2 separate regions of the Zea mays genome follow, and region 2 is linked to region 1. Evidence: chromatin contacts called from public Hi-C data. All regions are on one chromosome and are shown on one strand. Each heading gives the region's core, a stretch centred on a gene start, on an enhancer-like site or on the middle of the called end of the contact. The rest is flanking DNA. Distances are from core to core; before and after follow the strand shown. Region 1 holds the start of LOC100281658. Region 2 overlaps LOC103653170 (F-box protein At5g39450).

Evidence for each region. A called contact is a pair of places that touch in the nucleus more often than the background predicts.
Region 2: a contact with region 1 is called in a Hi-C map of ear, with 2.9 times the contacts expected there. The contact joins the enhancer-like site here to the promoter of LOC100281658 in region 1. A contact is called at or near these places in 2 of 25 Hi-C or Micro-C datasets (ear and tassel).

What each region holds. Positions count from the first base shown.
Region 1 is chr4:42,045,665-42,050,166 of Zm-B73-REFERENCE-NAM-5.0, reverse strand. It overlaps LOC100281658, which reads right to left and starts at 1,961. Exons shown (of 8, transcript NM_001154578.3): 1 at 1,805-1,961; 2 at 1,553-1,611.
Region 2 is chr4:42,452,551-42,457,052 of Zm-B73-REFERENCE-NAM-5.0, reverse strand. It overlaps LOC103653170 (F-box protein At5g39450), which reads left to right. Exons shown (of 2, transcript XM_008680132.4): 1 at 1-575; 2 at 1,723-2,095. The coding sequence ends at 1,726. Among protein-coding and RNA genes, the nearest start is that of LOC103653170, 3.4 kb to the left of the region's middle. Within about 2 kb of position 2,187, at least 15 of the 20 cell types and tissues checked have an H3K27ac peak or open chromatin away from gene starts, as enhancers often do. A contact at or near this core is called in ear and tassel, where this site is marked.

The sequences.
Region 1 (4,502 bases), core at 712-3,211:
TGTCCATGTTTAAAAAGAAGTTTTAAAGCTCGCTTAAACGTTCTAAATTTAAAAGGTACTCATGAGCGCTTCAACGTTTTATTGCTTAAATAACCTTGAAGAAGAGGCACACATACAAGGAATAACATACTGGTATAGAAAGATGCAGCACAAAAGAATAAGTAAATCAAACGTAGTAGGTTATATATGGAAATCACTGGAAACAGACACCATATCCAAGTTTGCCATAGATAGATAAAATAATAGACCAAGCAGCTAAATGTTCACGTTTTTTTCGAAGATTTATATTTCCATAAAGAACAGGAGACCAATTTCATGATCAACTAAAAAACCCTTATTCTTGCATTATCACATGTATGCCACGTCTAAGTTTGTAAGGATACAAGTACAGGTTGAACCTTTGGCTGTTTGCAATTTTAGGGTGGATCTCAAGGGACGGTGGCCAAATCTTCTCTCCACACAGTTATCCAATAGCATACAAAACTACATGCAAGTAATGCCTAAATGTTTCCAAACTCCTAAAATTGCGCCCTATCAACCTAAACCTACGAATGTGGCCAACCACTTGTAGGAACATAGCAACTTGTCCCTCAACAAAGCTGTTAATTGTATGATTGTATCTGTATGCAAATGCATCGTCCTAAGCAACGTGCACAAGCGGAAAAAGGGGTCTCTTACTCTCTCCTCATGGCGAAGTAGTTCTACACAGGCATGGTGACAAACATCATTGTGGAAAAATTAAACCTAATGTTTGCCATCCTAATTAATTTTGTCTCCTTCAGCTAAGGGGTCCATAGGTGGTGGGCACGCCTGCCCGCCTATACACAAACAGTTTGTATGCACACATAATAACAACTATACAAGCAGCCTGAGGATATTTGACGCTATTTGATAACAAAATGACCATCTAGACTTCGGACCAAGGATAGATTGCAATAAAAAATTGGTACAGGCATAGAAAATTCACACGTAAAACAATATAAAGGGTCAAAATTATCCATGTTCTAGCTAGTGACTGAAACAAAACCACCAAGTTCGCACCAGATTAAAATAATGCTAGTAAGTCGTAACCAACGTTATTTTCTTCTGCTGTATAATGTTAACCAAATATATTAGTACTACAAAACTTAGACCGCTAGTTGGTTTCGAATGATTCACAATGTTCAGATTTCGAACACTTCAACCAGTAGCATTATTTCAGAAAAACAGCAAGCAATCCAAGCATACATGGGACTAAAGTCTGCATCTTGGAGGTTAGCAAGTAGCATATGTATTCATTCTTTTAAAAAAAATATAAAGATAACAGGCATGTTTAGGGTTGCAATAATATCAGGGTTAGTCTCCATGTTGAATTAAGAAAGGGTTTCTGATGCTACAAAACACATGGCAGCGTTTCATATATACTAAATATATATTGATCTCAGAGTATCCCATCCTTTTGATTTCATTCAAGGTCGAATTAAACAACAAAGGACAGAGTTTGCAGTTTATAACTAACCTCAACCTAGAGTATAGCATATAGCATAGACAGATACAGAAGGCTCCAGCTTACCTTGCTGCCGAATGGAGTAGCCTCCGATCCTTTGCTTTGCTTGTGATACAGAACAAGACCTGAAAACGAGAAAGGAGATGTCAGGCGAGGAGGATCCGGGCGGCCGTCCAGGGAAAGAAACAAAGCGGCGGTAAGGACGGGGTGGATCCGGGCAATTAGATTCACGCCGCGTCCGGCGATTGACTGGCGGGCGACCAAAATCGATGGCGGATCCGGACGGAGAAGGATCCGTTGCGGTGCGTGTAGACTCACCTGAGACGTAACGGAGGTAGGTCGCCGGATGAGAACGATTCCTTGGCCCGAGGAGATGGGGGAGGACAAGATCCTGGAGGCGAGGCGAGGGCGAGGGGCAGAGGCAAGGCCAGCGCGTGGGGCTCTTGTGGTTGACGGATGGAGCGTGCGCGAGTAACCCTAGCGCGAGGTCGGTTCACTTCCAAAAAAATCGTCGGACCAGGCTGTGGGGCTATATCGATTTGGGCTAGGTCGCAGCAGGCCCAACCAAACAGAGTCTGCTTGATCTGATCAGTTGCGTGACGTGTGGGCTTCAACGTCGGTTGGACCCATCTGGCAGTAGTGAATGTTCATTTTCCTTTTTTTAATTGGAAAAAAAGTTAATAGCAAGTTTGGAAAATTAAATCCACTCCAGGATTTCCATAGATTAAGGGAAATTAAAATAATTTATCTTTTAGGTCTAGTTTGGGAACCATATTTTTTCAAAGGATTTCTATTTTCTCAAGGGAAAATGAACTAATTTTCCATGGGAAAATGAAAATCTCTAGAAAAATTAAGGTTCCCAAACTAGCCCTTAATATTTAGAAATTCCGGAGGAGGTTTAAGTTTTCAAACTATTCTTAATGTCCTTTTACCTACCAGATTATCTATGAAAAAAAACTCTAAAATTTGGAGTCTTTTCTCTTGCTTGTTCCGTTTGGTTCAGCTTTTTCACCTCGATCCACTTTCAAAAATATGAAGATACAAGTTGAATAAATTTCAAAATATATATATATATAGTTCAATCCAAATTTTTCTCCTACCTTAAGCTTTTTAGATTCGTACTATCTAGAATTTCCAAAATATTATCCAATTGCCACTGTTCTATATGATTAATTTTTTTTATTTTCTCCTAGACAAACCTATAAACAATGGCAGTGTCAGAGTCTCTTTCTCATCTATAGCAGCTGAATTGTCTTGATCTAAGTCATTCGTCGACACGAGCACAGGTTAGGAGCCACCTCACCCCCACCCAACCAACCCATGGACATTGGCGATACTTGTGGGGTAGCTCATGGGCTTATGGGGGTAGATATCCCTCGAGTCCCCAAGATCCTGTTTCGATTTATGGGTTGTTATAAGGTCTCAATAGGACAGGCGCATAGGCTTCACGAGCTGATTAGTCGGACACAACCAGAAGCGGACGTAGAGATCGGTTGTGTGGGTGTGAAGGTGTACTAGCCGATTCCCACGCATGTAGGGGACGAGATAAGCGCCTCAAAGCTCACCTAATCACAGATAAGTCAGAGTTAGTTTCGTGGATAAGCACAGATTAATAACATTCAGTTCAACTATGTAAACCCTAATTTTGTTGGATGTATAAGATAGAATATGTACCCCTATAAAACGATTGGATCCTCTTATAGGCATAGACAACACTACGCTCATTCTCTTTGTAATACAGATCTCAAAAACAATACATTGCCATCCACACACAAGACGTAGGATATTATGCATCTAATCAACCCAAACCTATATAATTCTATGTGTTCCACCGTACTTTGCGCGAACCAGTGAGTTGTTGTCGACCTCGCTGTAGGAAACGGGTGACGCCTAAGAGGGGGGGGGTGAATTAGAACTTCTAAAACTTTTACTAAACTAGGCCACAATTAAATCCCTAGAGCAAAACCTATGCAAATAATCAAAACTAAAATGTGCAAACTAGGTTTTGTCTAAGTGTTGCTATCTCTACCGCAAAGGCTAAGTTTCAATCTACACTAAATAAGTATGACTACAAGATTGAAACTTAAATGCTTGATATAAATGCGGAATGTAAAGAGCTAAGTAGAGAAGCAAACTCTCGTGGATGACGCCGGTATTTTTACCGAGGTATCCGGAACCACGCAAGGTCCCGACTAATCCTCGTTGGTGCCCCTACGCAAAGGGAAGCTCACGCGAGGGCCAAGCACCACGGTCAAGTAACTCCGTAGAGAGCCACGGGCCTTCTCCACGCGCAAGTGGTGCTCCGCTTCCGGCTCCTCTCGGACGCTCCCCGCCGTCTCCACTATCGAGCTTCCGGCCGAAACGCCGCGGGCCTCGTTCCCTCCGGTACACGGTGGCAGCCGTGACACAAACGCGGTTGTCACGGTCTCGCAAGACTCTCGCCCCACTCGGTACAATTACAACGACTCACACAAGAGCCGAGGGATTGTGTGGTTTTACAAAACTCACTCAACTAACTAGGGTTCACCTAGAGCAAGCGCTAAAGTGGTCTAACTAACCTAAGCACTTCGCAAAGCACCTACGCTAATCACCGAGTGATTCTATTAAGCACTTGGGTGTTTGAGCTCTTGGAAATATGCACTATGTGTCTTGGTATGTTGCTTGGGCTCTCACCCCTGAGAATGGCCGGTTGGGGTGGTATTTATAGCCTCCACACCCCAAACTAGCCGTTGGACAGAAAGCAGCAGCTTTCTGTTGTCGGGTGCACCAGACAGTCCGGTGCACCACCGGACACTGCACAGTAGATGTCCGGTGCACGCCACGTCAGCCGACCGTTGGCGCCTGTAGCAGTCGACCGTTGGATCCGACCGTTGCCTTCTACCCGTTGGGACACCGGACAGTCCGGTGCACACTGGACAGACCGGTGCTACAGCCAGAGAGCGCCTGTCTGTGGCCTCTCTGCGCAGACTGTTCGGTGCACCACCGGACAGTCCGGTGCACACCAGACACCAATGTC
Region 2 (4,502 bases), core at 938-3,437, 410 kb before region 1:
CTCTACAAGCTCAGGGTGCAGGCGCCCATGCCGGGAAGGGAGTACGCCGGTCTGTGGGGAGGCACATTCGGGTGGCCACCGGGGCGGCCAGACGATGGATGCAAGCCCAAGAAGGCTCTCTTCTTTCTGCTACTCTCATATGAAGAGGACAGTGAGGGGAAGCTTCAGCTGATCGCGACCAAGGTGTTGGAGGGAACACACTATGTTGTCCATCCCAATGGGTCTTCAATGTTTATAACGAGGATGAGTGAGCCATCAACAGAGCCCTTTCCGTGGCAGACTGATGGGGAGTTTGATGTCGAGAGGAGCTTCGCAGGCGAGGGCATTGCCAATGGGTATGGCTTCAGATACCCTAGCTCAAAGCCTGGTTCATTGTTTGTCCTCCAGAATGGGCTACTTGCATTTGTTTGGAGAGAAACCGGGGCCGTGCTTACCTTGCAAAGACTGGATTTGGACGAACTGCTGAAGAAAGGGGAGCGTGTGCCTGCATTGCAGCCAGTGCCGAACTTTGCTTACCTGACAAAGTCTTACTCCAATGTTTTCACCAGTTTCCCTGTCGGCGCGGCTTCTCCCAGGTATATTTCCAGTTCTACATTGCCACTGGAATGCATCGGGATACATGTTACCCATTTCATTCTGTCGTGGTTTGTTCATGGTCTGCAGTTTTCGGTGTGTTTGTCATGTTGTTCAGGATTATATTGACTTTTGAAAATTCAGCTGGACAAATTTGTTAGGAGGAATACCCAATTAATTAGGCCCCAAATTCCTAACATATGTCCCTTGTCATTGTTGGTCAAATAATTTTAGAATCCTTACTGAACTATGCATACATAGTATGCCTAATCTGTGAAAGTGATCCTAGTATAATGGTTAAGGCTTCCGAGTAGCACCTCCAGGTCCCGGGTTCGACCCCCTTGGGGGCAAATTTCGAGCTTGTTTAAAAAAATCCCCTCGTTGTGCCCCACCCGTTCTCGGGGATTGATATCCTGCGTGCCACCCTCCGGCTGGGCCGTTGCAGAGTGGGCAATTGATCGGCCCGTTAGCGATGGGGCCAGGGGACCCCGGGGGTTTTCTCGGCTGGGACTATGTTTCGGTCTCTTCTTAATATAATACTGGGAGGGCAGTCTTTTCCTCCCCGGCCGAGGTTTTTTTTAGTACGCCTAATCCCTGTGGCTGTTGCAATGTTGTTTAATATGTTTTTGTGTATCAGTACTCGAAGCTGTAACTATCTGATGAGCTATTTATCGCTGAACGCTGTACCCTGCTAGTGCAAAATACAGAACTTATAACAGCAGTAGTTTGCTTCTTTTGTAAAACTGCACTAAACACGCTGTTTTTCAAATGTGTATACTTCTGGCAAGATCTGTATGTTCGATTTGGCTAAAAATGCGCCTTCAGTATCCTCCTAGGCTTTTCACTGTTGAAAAAATCAGTCTTTGCAAAACTTCTGCTTAATTTTCTGTATTTCTGAAGGTTGAGGAGTGGTCTAAAAAACGCACCTGTCATCTGTGACTGCCTAGTTTGATTTTGTTCTGAAACATTTGATTTACATAAATGCTTATCAAATACCATTGTGCTGCATCTACTATGTAGCTCATGTACTGACTGACTTTATATGGTATGGATTAAACAATGCCTGATCTATCTTTTCTAGCTTCCGAGTCGTTTGGCGTCTCAGAGTATATATATCATCATCTGACGAGATGGACAACCTTTGTTCAGGTAAAAGGTGTGAGTGGAGGAGGATGTATCAAATGATCACCTGATGCAGACAACGGAGAAACGGTCTCCAGGATCAAGTTTAGCTCTTCTTGCTTGCCATTTGCCAGGTGATAGTCACCTGGCGATGCTTCCATAATACATACTACCTCGTGGCTGAAGGAGCATAGCAGCAGCCGTAATACTTTAGGAATTCAAATACTTTGTCATGAAGGAAATAGCAACCACACCCCATATTCCTTACTACAGCTATTTTTCATGTTTGTGCTATAAAATGAAACCAATCTGGAGTGTAAATTTGTATGAGATCTGTACATCTCTTCACTATAATGCAGGCGATTTATACGAAGTCTATACTGGAACAGCTTTCAGGTGACGTGATGTGTTTCTTTTGATGCATTTCGCCAGTATTGTGCATCACTGTTTTGCTTAAATTGGCTAGGCAGGCCCGATAAGGTCAATCGTCTTCCGTCACAGTTTTTTTTTGGGGGCCCAGTATCCTTTCCTCGAACGAATCTGGACTTGTTGGACGGATCCAGGGCGGCATTTCTGTCATTTAGTGGGGTGTTTTTTTTATTATAGAAAAGTGTTCTCACCTGAACTATTGCTTACTCAGAACGTCCATATTACGCACGTGTTTTGTTTTGTTTATAATCCATTTATGGATGAAAATAAACGAGAATACTGCCAAATGGATGAAGTTTTTAAAACAGCTGAACCGCGAAAATGATCTCTAAGCTTAGAAAACCAGATAAAACGTAAAACTCGTGAAAACATCTCTAGAAGATTCCAGTAATTAGTTTTAGCTATAGAAACATAAATATAAGCAACGAGAAAGTTTTGGAAATTTCCCAAACATTTTAATAAAGGTCTACACATGTTTTGGAAAATGTTCGTAACGTGAACACAAGATGCGACTAGATAGTCATGAACACATCATATTTTCTGATGTGCAAAGTTTTTAATACATAAACATTCGTGGATGCAGCAAATTATTGTTTTATCGCGCAAAGTTTTTAAAGTCTATAGGTCATGTTTATTTCCCTCCAAGATTATATAATCCAGCTTATAGGTTATATAAGCTCTCAACTTATTTAAGTCGGATTATATAATTTAGAGGGTAAACAAACATGACTTTAGTCTTGTTAATTCACATATATGGATAGTATATCAATGGCGGAGCACCAGTTATAGCACATTATGGCCTTCACCATATCTAGATTGAGAAAGCTAGTTTTTCCCGCATCGCATCCGAGCTAGTCACCGTCTCCGTCTACGAACTTTGCCACCTGCTCCCCGCTGTTAGTCATCTATGAGGTTGTTGTCTCCTTCCATCCTAGACGTGAGCTACCCGCTTCACGTGACTGTGCCTGCCGCTCTGATCTCCACCTGCTCCTCGTGACCGCGCTCGAGAGACAATTGCCATTATGAAACAATAGAGAATCGGTTTTGACAAATTGGAGGCGTTGCTGATGGCTTCTCTGTTTTGGAGACGCAGCCAATAGGCAACGACTGATATGGACAACAGAGAGAGATTTGGTTCGGTGGTCAACATTAAACTCACTCCGTGCTCACGCCGTCAATAACCTGGCCCCGCCGTTTCTACTCGACGCGAGCTGCTTCCCCAATCCAAACAGAAACTCTAGCTGCCGCCGGTTGGTGCTCACGCAGGCTGCTTCCCCAATCTAGAGAGAAACCCTAGCCGCCTTTCTCTGCTCCTCTGCGGATGGATCATACTCCAAGCCAAGTGGTTGCCGATGCTGTAGAAGCGGCGCGTGCTGCTGCCGTCGTGGCTGCGGAGGCGAGATGTGCGGCCATTATTGCAGAGAAGGAGGCCAAGGATGCGGTTGAGTTCGCCGCCATTGCCGTCAACAAGGTCGAAGCAGTGAAGATCTCATCAAATGTGGTATGTATTATCAAACTCATGTAGTCATCTGGTTGTATTATGAAGGTCGATTTGTAGCTAAGCAAAACTGTAATCTTTGTACGCCGTGATTATCATCTGGTTGTTCCACAGGAAAATGTCGACTTCAAGTATCATGTGAACATAAAGAATTCGTTGAGATATGTTATTCAAGAAATGAGGAGGCAATCTTCACTGTTGCATTCAGTTCATAAACTGTGTTCCACTATCCCAGAAGTAGAAGGTGGCAAGATAGGAAAGGTTTGCGGGCATTTGGAACATGTGTGCAAGAAGCTAGAGGATACTTCAATTGTCTGTAAACAAGATTTGGAAACAAAGAATCCTAGTTGGGATCTTTATGACAACCCTTCAATTGTAGATGATGAACATCCTTTAGATGACGATGAACTTTGCGAGGGCTACAGTACAGAAGATCCAGAGCTATGGGAAATAGTTTTTGATGACCTCAAGTGGGAAGAGAATAAAGCTAATGTCTCATTTGATGAGCACTACCGTTTTCAATTGTGATATCACCCACGACCTTTTTCAAATGTTTCATGAACCAAATCCAGTTGTCAACCGTCTCAGATTGGAAAAAGCAAAAAGATGCAGGGTACATCCAATTGTGGCCATCTACACCAGTAGCTGATGCTAGATGCCCGTTCCATCTACCGTTCAATGCCGTCGAGTCTACACTAAGGTAAGGTCTGCACCCATCTCGGAACCCTGATATGCATGGACCCAAGGCACAAAAGAATAGACTAAAATAGTACTTCCCATCTTCCAAAATAACATCAATCTCAACCACACTGTCGGGCATCTTCTCAAGTACAGCCTCCCACCAAGAGAACAAGAGCTGGAAGCTTTCCTCCCAAGATCC